Linked DNA regions of Hordeum vulgare: region 2 is linked to region 1. Evidence: chromatin contacts called from public Hi-C data. All regions are on one chromosome and are shown on one strand. The core of a region is the stretch at or near the end of the contact, and the rest is flanking DNA. Distances in the headings are between cores, read along the strand shown.

Region 1 (5,426 bases), core at 2,690-5,189:
CGATCCTGTAGCACGGGCGCGACGAGCCTCGCGACACGTCCCTCATCCGTTGTACACATGCCCCGGCCACTCCCGTTGTTTCGACGTGTTGCGTTCTCTTTCTCTCACTCTTGAACAGACTCCGTATTTTTCCTCTTGAAAAGAAAAAAAGCAGACTCCGTACGCATACTGCTGACGACGCCATTGTTTGCGCCAGACAAGCACGTACAGGACGACGCAAGCAGCATGGAAGGAGAAGAATCGCTTGCTTGTTACCGGGTATACGGCTGAGCTGCACACACATTTGCCCGCAGGGGATCCAGTTACGAGTGGTTTCCCCGTCTCGCTCTGTGTCGCTTGGGTTCATCCGACCTGCAGTGTTGTGTCGCGCTCGATCTGCATGTCTCATGAGCTGCACGAGATCGACCGCTCCCGTGGCCTCGCGGGATGTGAGTGCACACAGCGTCGCCTGCCCAGTGTGCCTAGTGCTTGTGCCCATCCATCCAACATGCACGTTGGTACGTGCATGCATGACTGTAACTCGCTCGCCGGCCGTACTCCTCAATCACCTCGCATATATCCGGATGGCTCGGTTATTTTTCTATTTTAAAACGGAGACAAAAGCTTCATTGAGTTACAAGATAACACATGTTTTCAAGTTACAAGACGACACATGTTCAAATCTAAAAGATCACTCTCTCAAAACTAAAAATTCAATAATTTAGCCCCGGCGATGACCCACGTCTTTGCCTCGTCTTTAATTGTCGCGACCACTCTGTACGGAAGGGCATCTTTGAAGAGAAACACCCGAGCATTCCTCTCCTTTCATATCTCCGAGCATATGAGCATCTGCAAATAACTGTTGGCCTTCCTGTGATTTGGCGCCAAACCCTCATTTGAGCTCCACCATTGGTTACTAGACTGCCGGTTAGTCCGGGTCGAAGTGTGCGGGTGAACTCCCAACCAATCAAAGACCAAGTTCCAGACTCTAATCGTGTAACGACATTTGAACATGAGATGAGCGGTCGTTTCAGGTTCCCCTTTGCATAGTCGGCAAATATCACAATTTGGCCAACCTCTTCGAAGCAATTTGTGTGTTGTCTAGATCCTATCCTAAAGAATAAGCCATGAGAAGAATTTAATTTTGGATAGAGCCCAGATCTTCCAAACTAATCATGGCATCTCCAACTTGATTATACAGCAAATTGCATCCATTAAGGGATGGCGGCGGAATAGCACCCATCGGTAGTGAAGTTCCATTGGATGGCATCACCGATGCCTCACGAGAGTTGTACCTCTCGACATTTGCACCAAAGGTCGAAGAATTGTTATATGAGGTCAACAGGGAGGCCACTACGCAGATTGATGTGGCTGACCCATTCATTATCCTGCATTGCCTTGGCCACACAAGAATTCGTGCCCATGCAAAGGGCAAAGATGCCGGGGCAATGTCGAATGCTAAAAGCTTGCGGTCTTTCCGTTTCCTAGAGTGATCGTCATTGCGGCATAGAATAAATCTTTGTCTTTGTCATTGCAAGGTATTCCGAGTACAACCTAGGCCCTATGGGAGTCCACCCAAGCAAACCAAATCTAGTATAGCCTTAGCGTGCTTGCGAACTTGTCAATATCGAGGTTGCCTAAACTACCTAGATTTATGGGACAACACATTGTTCGCCAATTCTCCTTGCATTTGCCGCCAGATAACTAATCGGTACCCTCCCACAAAAAAGCTCTGTGAATCTTGGTCATACTTTCTTTGGTGTGAGGTGGTACATCGAGAGCAGTAATGTGATAGATCACAGGGGATGTCATCTTGTTTTTATCTCTTTTTCGTATTTATTGCATTTGTCTAGGAGTGCGTATATAGCTAGACTCTTACTTGAGAGCTCACTTATCTTATTTTTTTATCTCTCTCTTCCACACACACGAAAATACCATGTAAGCGGACTATAAGATCACTATTGTACTTGCTCTTAAATGCAGTAAAAAATGCAAGGGGACCACTTTCATTTGCCACCAATCACTTGGCGGGAGCTGGATCCTCTCACATACGAAGGGAAGTTAGGTAAGCTACATTAACATGACTTCTCTTTCCTCTTAGCCCATGAACCGTACTAATTTCAATTTTTAAAAGACCAGTTTTGATTTTTTTTAAAGATCAATTTTGATTCTCCAATTCAATTTTAATAGACTCTTTCCAATTAAAAAAACTCATTTCACTTTTTTCAAAAGAACTACTTCAATTTCATAACTCCCTAATTTTCCTTCTCTTTATCACAAAAGACAAACACCGTAGCTGTCTAACTTCCTTTGAGCATGTTAGAGGATCTGGATATCACTTGGCAAACGTTTGCCATGGACGATCTTCTGCCAAAATGTGATCATACTTATTCATGTAGCCATCCAGTGTATCCTGGTTTCTCTATGCCTATAGCCAAAGCCCATGCTTTGTGTGGTAATGACATGGACAATTCCTTTTAGAGAAGGATATATGTACATATCCTGTATTTCTCTTCTCATCCTTCGAAATACAATGACATCATGCGGCATTTTTTTTCTTTGAAACAGAGGCAAAAGTTTTACCTTATTTATTAATTAAGAAGAAGAGAATTGCCGAGTAAATTGGAGAGTGGTGTTTTGGCTCATAGGTGTAGATAAACCTATCATGAATTATATATAAATAACACATTTCAAAATGTAAAAAAAATCAAACAATAACTTCACGTGTACATCCAGACATTCTATGTTTGCACACAGAATTTCACAAAGAAAGAACATTTCTTGTGGTATGTATAAAAAAGATGAAAAAATCTCACAAATAATTATAAACAAACATCATAAATTGCCTTTTTTACACAAGCCACATAAATGTCCCTTTTCATCAAAACTTGTGCACAAACATATAATGTTCGGTTATACACACGGAGTTTCTTTTTTGTTTTTTTAACTTTTTATAAATATGTATTTAGACAATAGGTGCACCTACACCTATGAGCCATAGTGGATTTCCCCAACAAATTACGGAACACCGGACGAAAACCATTCATGCATCATTTTCCAAGCCTCTAGTTTTGTGGAATGTATAAAAGGAAAAAACTCTTAGACGCGATCAAGCGGGAGCTTTCGTTTTGGTTCAATTGAATTCTCCGAGACACGCAGTGGCATGGGCGTGAGACACAGTTGCTTCTCGGATGGTATTTGTCCCCCGATTAAATGCGCGTTTGTCCACTACGGGTCTCTAAACGAGAAACATAGCGAGCGGCCTTCAATCATGCCAACAGTGACGGCTGCCACTGAAGCTAGCGTGCGCCATGTCCGCGGATGCGGTCCATGCACGCCCTCGAATCAAATCACCGCACGTACTCGTACATGTGCCTTCTTTGCGGATTGAAATCACCGTACTACGGCGCTGCACACGCGTACCGATTGGATGGACCAAGCTGGGTTTTTTACAGGGAGCCTTCCACCCTCGCATGATGAGCCCATGAGACGTGAGAACCAGCCTTAACCAAAGTACACGATTGGGGAGTGGCAATGATTTAGGCAAGGGAAGGGACCCCCTCTCAAAAGCCAAAGGGATAAAATGATAGTAGGGTACAAGATGATCCCCCTAATTCTTCTTTGTGCTTCTGCACATCGATCCCCGTGATACTCATAAGCTTATTCACCATAATTCCACTTTATAAATTAAGCCAGCAGGTGAGTCGTAGTGGCCCAACCAAGAGGTGCTAGTTGGAGCTAGTTTTTACGGGGCCCATTAAAAAGTCACTTTTCTCTCTCTATCCACAAGATAGTAGGTGTTAATTGAAGCTAATTTTCATCGGACCCACTAAAAAATCACTTTCCTCTCTCCATCAAGTACAACTATTGTCAATCTAACCCTATCATCCAAACACCTCTTTGTCTAGAGTTAGTTTAATGTTAGTCATGAGCTAGAAACTAACTCTAACCTCTAGATAAGTTAGAGTATCCAAACAGGGCCTAGGCCGGGCGGACACAGCAGAAGGAACGGAACCATTTGTCCCATACACCATTGTACAATACAGAGTCTGTATAGTATATATCCCTTGAGCCAGAGCTCATCCCAGAATCCTGCCAAGGTACCCCTATATAAAAAGCTCGAACATACCCGCACCAAAAGGACCCGAGACCAGGTGAGGTTCTCTCCCAGCTCGCTCGCTCGCTCGTCGGTGTGGCGTGCACATCACCCAGCTCCTCCCGTCGTAGCTGCCCGCCTTATGAGCTAGCAGCAGCTCTCGCCAGCTCGGCGCGGCGGCCGACCGGAAGCGGCCGCGAGGGTGACAGGGATAGCGGAGGAGCAACGGTCCGGGGAGAGCTAGAGGTTTGACAGAGTGAGAGTTGTCGGTAATGGAGACCATACGGTGCTGCATCGCGTGCATCCTGCCGTGCGGCGCCCTGGACGTGGTGCGCATCGTGCACTCCAACGGCCGGGTGGAGGAGATCAGCGAGCCCGTGCTGGCCGGCGAGATCATGAAGGCCTACCCCAAGCACGTCCTCCGGAAGCCGCCCTCCACCTGCCCCGCCGACGGCGGCGGCGGCGGCATCGTCGTGCAGAAGCCCGTCATCCTGCCGCCCAATGCCGAGCTGCAGAAGGGCAAGATCTACTTCCTCATGCCGGTCATGGCCCCGCCGCCGGACAAGGCCGCCGCGAAGCCCAAGGCGCCCGCTGCCGCGTCCACGCCCGCGCCCGCGGCGAGGAGGCGGCGGAGGAGGAAGGAGTCCGGGGATGCCGCCGCCGGCGTCGGCGGCGATGGCGGCAACAACGCGGCAGCGGCGTCCCAGAGCGCGGAGGGCGAGAAGGAGCGGCTGCTGGCGAACGAGAGGTACCTGTCGGAGATCATGAAGGAGAAGGCGTCGACGGCCAGGGACCGGCGGCGCGGGCGCGTGGCCGTGTGGCGGCCGCACCTCGAGAGCATCACCGAGGATGACTTGTAATCAGACAAGGTGTTTGTTTCACCCTTTTTTTTTCTTTCTGCTTCTTCTTCCTTTCGATTTTTCTAGTTTATTACTTCCTCTCCTGTTAATTCCCTCCCTGCTTGCGCTTCGGCCTCTTTTCATTTTTTTTGCCCGTCTTTTCCCGGCCCGCCTCCTTTAGAGCGTCCGCTCCCTTTACAGGGTGAATGATGCCTTTGTGAAGATAAAAGATACAATTTTTGCTATGCATCTTTCTCTTTACGATTTCCTAATCACAGTCAGTAGCTGTGGGATGGATCACCCCTACTTTTTCTCCTACACAGAACACAGGCAGCGCGATCCACGTTCCGATTTTGTTCAAACACCTCCGGATGGAACTAGTCGATGGATGGATGGATCGCCCCTACTTTTTCTCCTACACATGCTATGCACACACTTCCCTCAAAAAATGAAAAACAAGAACTCCATTGATATTTTTTTCCTTCTATTCTTACAGAAAAGTACTCTTCCAA
Region 2 (5,626 bases), core at 2,028-4,527, 55 kb before region 1:
GCCGACTACTCGTCGGTGGGGCGGCGCGGGGCGGCTTCGGCCCCGATCCCGATTCAATCGGGAGGGAGACGGGCGGCCGTCGCTTTGTGGGGGTTGTGAGGGGGAGAGGGAGGAGTGAGTGGGGGTGGGTAGTTTTAGGGTTATTGGGGGGGGGGGTTATATACCCCTCCCTCGGGTTAGGTGGGCTGGTTTGGACCGGTTGGCCTAGTTGGGGCCGGCCGAGTGGGGCCTTTTGTTTTTTTTCCTTTGTTTTTTTCATTTATTTTTATTTTGGTTGTTTTATTTATTTTGCTTTAGAATATCCCCTTCGAAAAATTGTGGATCTGATCCATTATTTATCTTCCAAATTTTGCACCGTCACAAAAAAGTTTTGGAAGTTTTTAGAATCTATTTGGAATTGATTTAAATCAAAAGGCATTTAATAATAAGTTTTAGCCTTAGTTTTAATTATTTTTTAGGCACTAAAATACTTTGAAAAATGTTGATTTCAATTTTATAAATACTTAGGGATTTTTTGTAACCTAAGCATGATTTTTAATTTGAAGTTTGCAAAACTTTAAATCCACTTTTGAAATAAATTTGAATTGCCACAAGGAATTTGAATCAGAGTTTGATTCCAACCGTGATCGTAGTTGGATTACTAAAACCATTAGCTTAATCTTAGCCATCACTATAGCTTAATTACAATGATTATTGTTGCATAATCCGGGGATGTCACAATACGGGAGGGGGCGTGGTGCCGAGCCATGCGGGAAGGTGATGTTGGGGTTGAAGCCGCCAAGCACGTCGTCGTAGACATACTCAGCCGAGGGCGCATACCCCCAGTGGAGGCGAGAAGCTGGCCGACGACGCGGCGCTCTGCTCGCTCCCCCGCGCGCCTTGCGGGTACTCGTCGGCCTGTCGATGATGAGGCAGAAGGTTCACCATCCCCGCCGCACGAGACGCCCCCACCTTCTACGTCATCATGTCCCTGGCTCTCTTCATGTTGAGCCTGTTTCGTTGATCTGTAGTGACCGCCGCCTGACGATCAACGTCGGCCTTCCACTGGAGGCTCGTCAAGCCTGAGGGCCTTGCCATCGGGGCCCTTGGCTTCCTCTGCTTTGGTTGGGCGGAATCGGTGGCTGGGCGAAGGGGCCCATACTTTTTCTGGGGGCATGACACGCGTACCTGGGCAGAATGGCGGGAGCCGCGGGGGAGAAGAGGGTAGGTAATGGGAAAATGAAGGGAAAGGGGAAAATCAGTGGGACAATCGGTCGATGTCACCGGCAGCGCGGGCCCGCGCACCTCTTCGCTTCACTCGGTGCCCCGAGGCGACCCCCGGGGCTCTGGGTTTGTTGGGGGCGCGGCTGGAGATGCTCTAAGAACATCTACACCCGAACGCCTTAGATTACCCCTCATACACCTACGGACGCCCCTCATGAGTGACCGGACAGAAGAAATAAGGAAAAAAGTGATCCAACCGGATCCCTCATATCATCCATATACGCGCGAGCTATCCGCGAACCCTCATATCCATCTCAAATATGGAAAGGATATGAGGGCTCGCACACGTGCCCGGATAGTCCGCCACGTAGGGCGCGACCCCATCCCGGACCACCCTTTTTTTCTTTATTCATTCATTTCTGTCTCTCTTTTCCTCTTTCACCAATCACGTGCAAGTAGCCGGACATATGAAGAAGAAAATAAGGAGTGTGGCTGCACAGACAAACAAATAGGGAACATCTTCGGTCACTGACCGGGTGCGTCCGTGAACATTTAGGGGGTCATATTTGCAATGTTCGTGTGTAGATGCTCTAAGCGGCAGGAAATAACACAACAAACGTCCTGATGAGAACACCTGAAAATTGACATTACAAACGAAGCATCCAAACATACATTTCTTGAGTGACGACGAAGCAGTTGGTTCATGGAGTGCCTAAGCAAGACCCAAACTTTATATTTAGCATCCAATGCTATCCTACTATCCTTCACATTTGGGTTGGGAATTTGGGATATGATGCCCTGATGTTTGTGTGATTTATCCTAACGAACACTGAAAGGTGAGAGAGCCTGCACTATCAGTCTCTCTCTACAGGCACCATCGTTGGTGACTCAGTAAAGTTAATATCCAGGTATAGGCAGACACCAAGGACAGCCCAGCAACTAAATGGCACCAATGGCCTAACGTGTTCGTAGATCGACCAGATGCAATGCGCTTTACGTGGAAATGGACGGGTCGAATTTCCGGATCGAAAACAAGTGGAAATATAGAAAGATGCTTGGAGGTGGTGGGTAAAAGGGAGAGAACCCAAGAGAGGGGTGATGTTGAGGATGGGAGGGTGCTCATGACGTGAAAGCAAGCAAACACTCAATCAAACTTTACAAAGGCACGGACATATTCCTCCCATCAGGGGAAATCATTCCAACCCAAGCTGTTCGTCCAAGTGGGTCATACACTAGCTAGCTATCCCTGCATAATGCAAGTATAAAGATGCATCGCTGGTGTGGTGTGTATTAGCACGGGAATTTTGCAAACGCGATTGCACACGCAGGGCATGATTAAAGGCTTGGGGAGATGAGATGAAATGAGATGGAGATGACACTCGAGTTCATTACAGGTAGCCTGTAGCAACATCCAACAGATCCCAGATCTGTACTTAACAGGCGCGCCTGCCCCCACACACGGCACTACGTCTATCTCCTGCTGATCGAACGGCTCGTGCTGCTGTGTATAGGCATAGCTGAACGAGATGATAGATAGGCCCCGTCAGAGCCGGAAAGCCGTAACTCGCGCTGCTAAATGAGCCCGGTACGTCTGTCTATCTCATCAGGGTAAGGGTAGCGGGTAGCCACACGCACGTACGTCCCCACCATCACAACCATGATCCATGCATCCTCGCGTGTAGTGTATCAGAGTGGAATTTCTCGCACACTTTCATTTGCAGAAAGCCGACCGCCCTATCTAAATCTGGATACCATAAAGAAGAAAAAGTGGGCGAGTAGGAATGTAGGATGGGTGGATATAGCAGCAGCAGCAGCAGCAGCAGCAGCAGCAGCAAAGAAGTCGAGTTCCATCGCTCTCCGAGGAAGGAAAGGAAGGGGGTGTGGTGTGGCGAAAGTAAAACTCTCCTCCCAATCCAATCGATCCTAGAAAGGAGGGTTGCGTAGATGCTCCCTGTAGGCCACATTTTGCATCTTCCGTCAGGGCCGAGCGTGCAATGCATTCAGCAATCAGCACTGTGGCTGAGCGAGGGAGTGAGGTGATGTAAAGGGGCGGGCACCGCGTTCGTCCCCCCTTTTGATGGATCGCGTGCCGATGATGCCTGGATCGCAGCGTCTGACTGCGACGTCGGAGCAGAGCACTAGCTCGCTCGTTGGCCGCATGTAAAGTTTCGCCATTGTTTAGGCATTGACTTTTGTCCGGGCAACCTGCGCTGCTGCGGAGCATCATCGACGCCACTCACACTCACTAATCACTCACTCGCTTGCGTCGTCTTTGCAGCTGCAGACGGGGTGAAGGAAGGAAGGAAGCTGCTGGAGCTCGCACGCACGGATCAGATGCCAAAAGGCGGTTAAAAGTCGGAGCGCCTGCCCCCGGGGATAAGATGAGAGTCAGAGAGATCGATAATGGATGTGGATTCTGAGCGGCCGGCCCCCGGGGAGGATATGGAATCCATAATTGGCGTCTCATGGCCTGGGCAGGCCCCGGCACCGGCACCGGCACGGCAGTCATCGTGCGCGTATGATCGTGGGTGGCCAACGCCTCGGGGCGCGCTCGTTCGCGGTGACCGGCTCCAGCCTTTTGGCGAAAGCGACGGCCCGGCGAATCGACTCGCCGGTCCGTCCGTGGAATCGGTTGGGTACGCACGTACTACTACGCGTCCGTCCTGTGTTGTACTAGAATCAAATCAAAGTACGCAACGGGTCTGGGTTTGCGCATAATTTTGCTCGCTGTTGCCACGCGCGTTCCCGTGTCGCCGGCGTGCACATGTTGCTTCACGTCCCTTTTGGCTTAGCTTGCTCTGGCTTTGTGCAATGGTACGTTAGTACGGTCATGGCATTAGTAGCTGGGTTTGTTCATTTGTTTATTTGTTTACGTTCGTTCATGGTAACTCCGTCTGTTAATATCAGACGTTTTTTAAACATTAATACTATGTTGAAAAACATCTTGCGTTATGAGACGGAGAGAATAGATTGAAAGAATAACTCATATGACGTGGATTCAAGTGCAAGTTGCTAAGCTGCTTTTGTGTTTCCAGCTAGAGGTAAGAATATGGGGTTCCAGCTCTTGTCGACGTCACGGGAAAAGAGCACCGTATCCGGGGCCAAAGATTACGAGGTATAATCGTATCCACCCAGCTTATAACAAGATCATGGATCAAGAGGGACGTTACACCACACGCAAAAAAAGAAAAAGGAAAAAGAAAAGGTTTCAGCTAGGAGTAGTTTCCTTGGGTGGGCTTTCCATTGCCAGATATTTCCCATGGGCTCATCCGGTTGCATATTCCCGGTGGCACACGCACCATCAACCGAGACTGGCAGGAGCTGATGGAAGATGGAAGACAGCTTACCGTAGTCGTAGCCAAGCCTAGCTGATCGGTCCATCGGATGCAACTAATCTAATCCGCCAGTACGGAAGTTGGGCCTGTGACCACAGACACCCAACTGGCTGATTGAGCCAACTCTAATGCTTGGTCCCCTGTCAGAGCCGAGTGTGCACTGTGACGCTCGACTCCGATACAGTACCTGTTAATTGAAACCGTGATGACTCTTTTACATGCTGGTAACACCTAAGGTACTCCTCATGTTGAGCTAAAACCATCCAATCCAGGTTACCATCATACTACAGCTTACTTGTGAGGTACATATTGCTAAGCGACAAGAAAAGTCGGGTACTGATATTATTTGTCATATTAATAAAGCATCTCTGCTAAGTAAAGAGCATTAAAACATCTACAACCGGAGTTTCGTGAACAGTGACCGGGCTCATATCGAAAGTCCACCGGATCCCTCAAATCAAATCTTCAAATCCATACTAATTTCATGCAAAGTTAGAGCAACTCCAACAGGACAATTCAAATGGACACGAATTTTGCCTTGATTTTATCCGTTTCGATCGTCCGTCCGTCTAGCGGACATGAGGTGGACACGCGGTCGGTGGACGAATTCAACCCACCATATGCAAAAAAGCGAACGACGCCGTCGAATTGCCCTGATCCCACGAAACGCAGTGCTTCGGGAGGCACCGACGGCCTGCCCCTTTCCTCCCCACTTGAGACGAAAGATTCAGGCAGGGTCGGGGGCGCAAGTATGGATCCTGCTCCCTCCTCCTTCTCGCCCCCCGCACAGTGGTGGTGGACATTCAAGCCTGCGCAGCTGCCGCACCTAACCCTGCGGCGGCCCTTCCTCTTCTGTCGGAGCGCGCGCATCAGCTGCATCTAGTTCATCTCGCTAGCCTACGCGCCCTCCATCCCGCTCATCCCACTGGCTAGCGCAGCTCCCCCTGGCTGGAGGGCCAGCTGCCTCCCTCGGGCTGCTCGTCGCCGACCGCTACCTCCTTACGCGCCTCTCGACAACCGCTCGTGCTGCTCTAGCGCGCCACCGTCGCGTCGCCGCACCACCGGTAGCGGCCTTAGGGAGGGGTGGA

What was found. Hi-C and Micro-C count contacts between places; a contact is called where the count stands out from the background.
Region 2: a contact with region 1 is called in a Hi-C map of leaf, with 4 times the contacts expected there. The contact joins the enhancer-like site here to the promoter of LOC123440272 in region 1. A contact is called at or near these places in 2 of 6 Hi-C or Micro-C datasets (leaf and seedling).

What each region holds. Positions count from the first base shown.
Region 1 is chr3H:494,892,124-494,897,549 of MorexV3_pseudomolecules_assembly, reverse strand. It overlaps LOC123440272, which reads left to right and starts at 3,939. Exons shown (of 1, transcript XM_045116849.1): 1 at 3,939-5,159. The coding sequence starts at 4,348. The coding sequence ends at 4,935.
Region 2 is chr3H:494,946,427-494,952,052 of MorexV3_pseudomolecules_assembly, reverse strand. No RefSeq gene overlaps it. Among protein-coding and RNA genes, the nearest start is that of LOC123440272, 56 kb to the right of the region's middle. Within about 2 kb of position 3,277, at least 3 of the 3 cell types and tissues checked have open chromatin away from gene starts, as enhancers often do. A contact at or near this core is called in leaf and seedling, where this site is marked.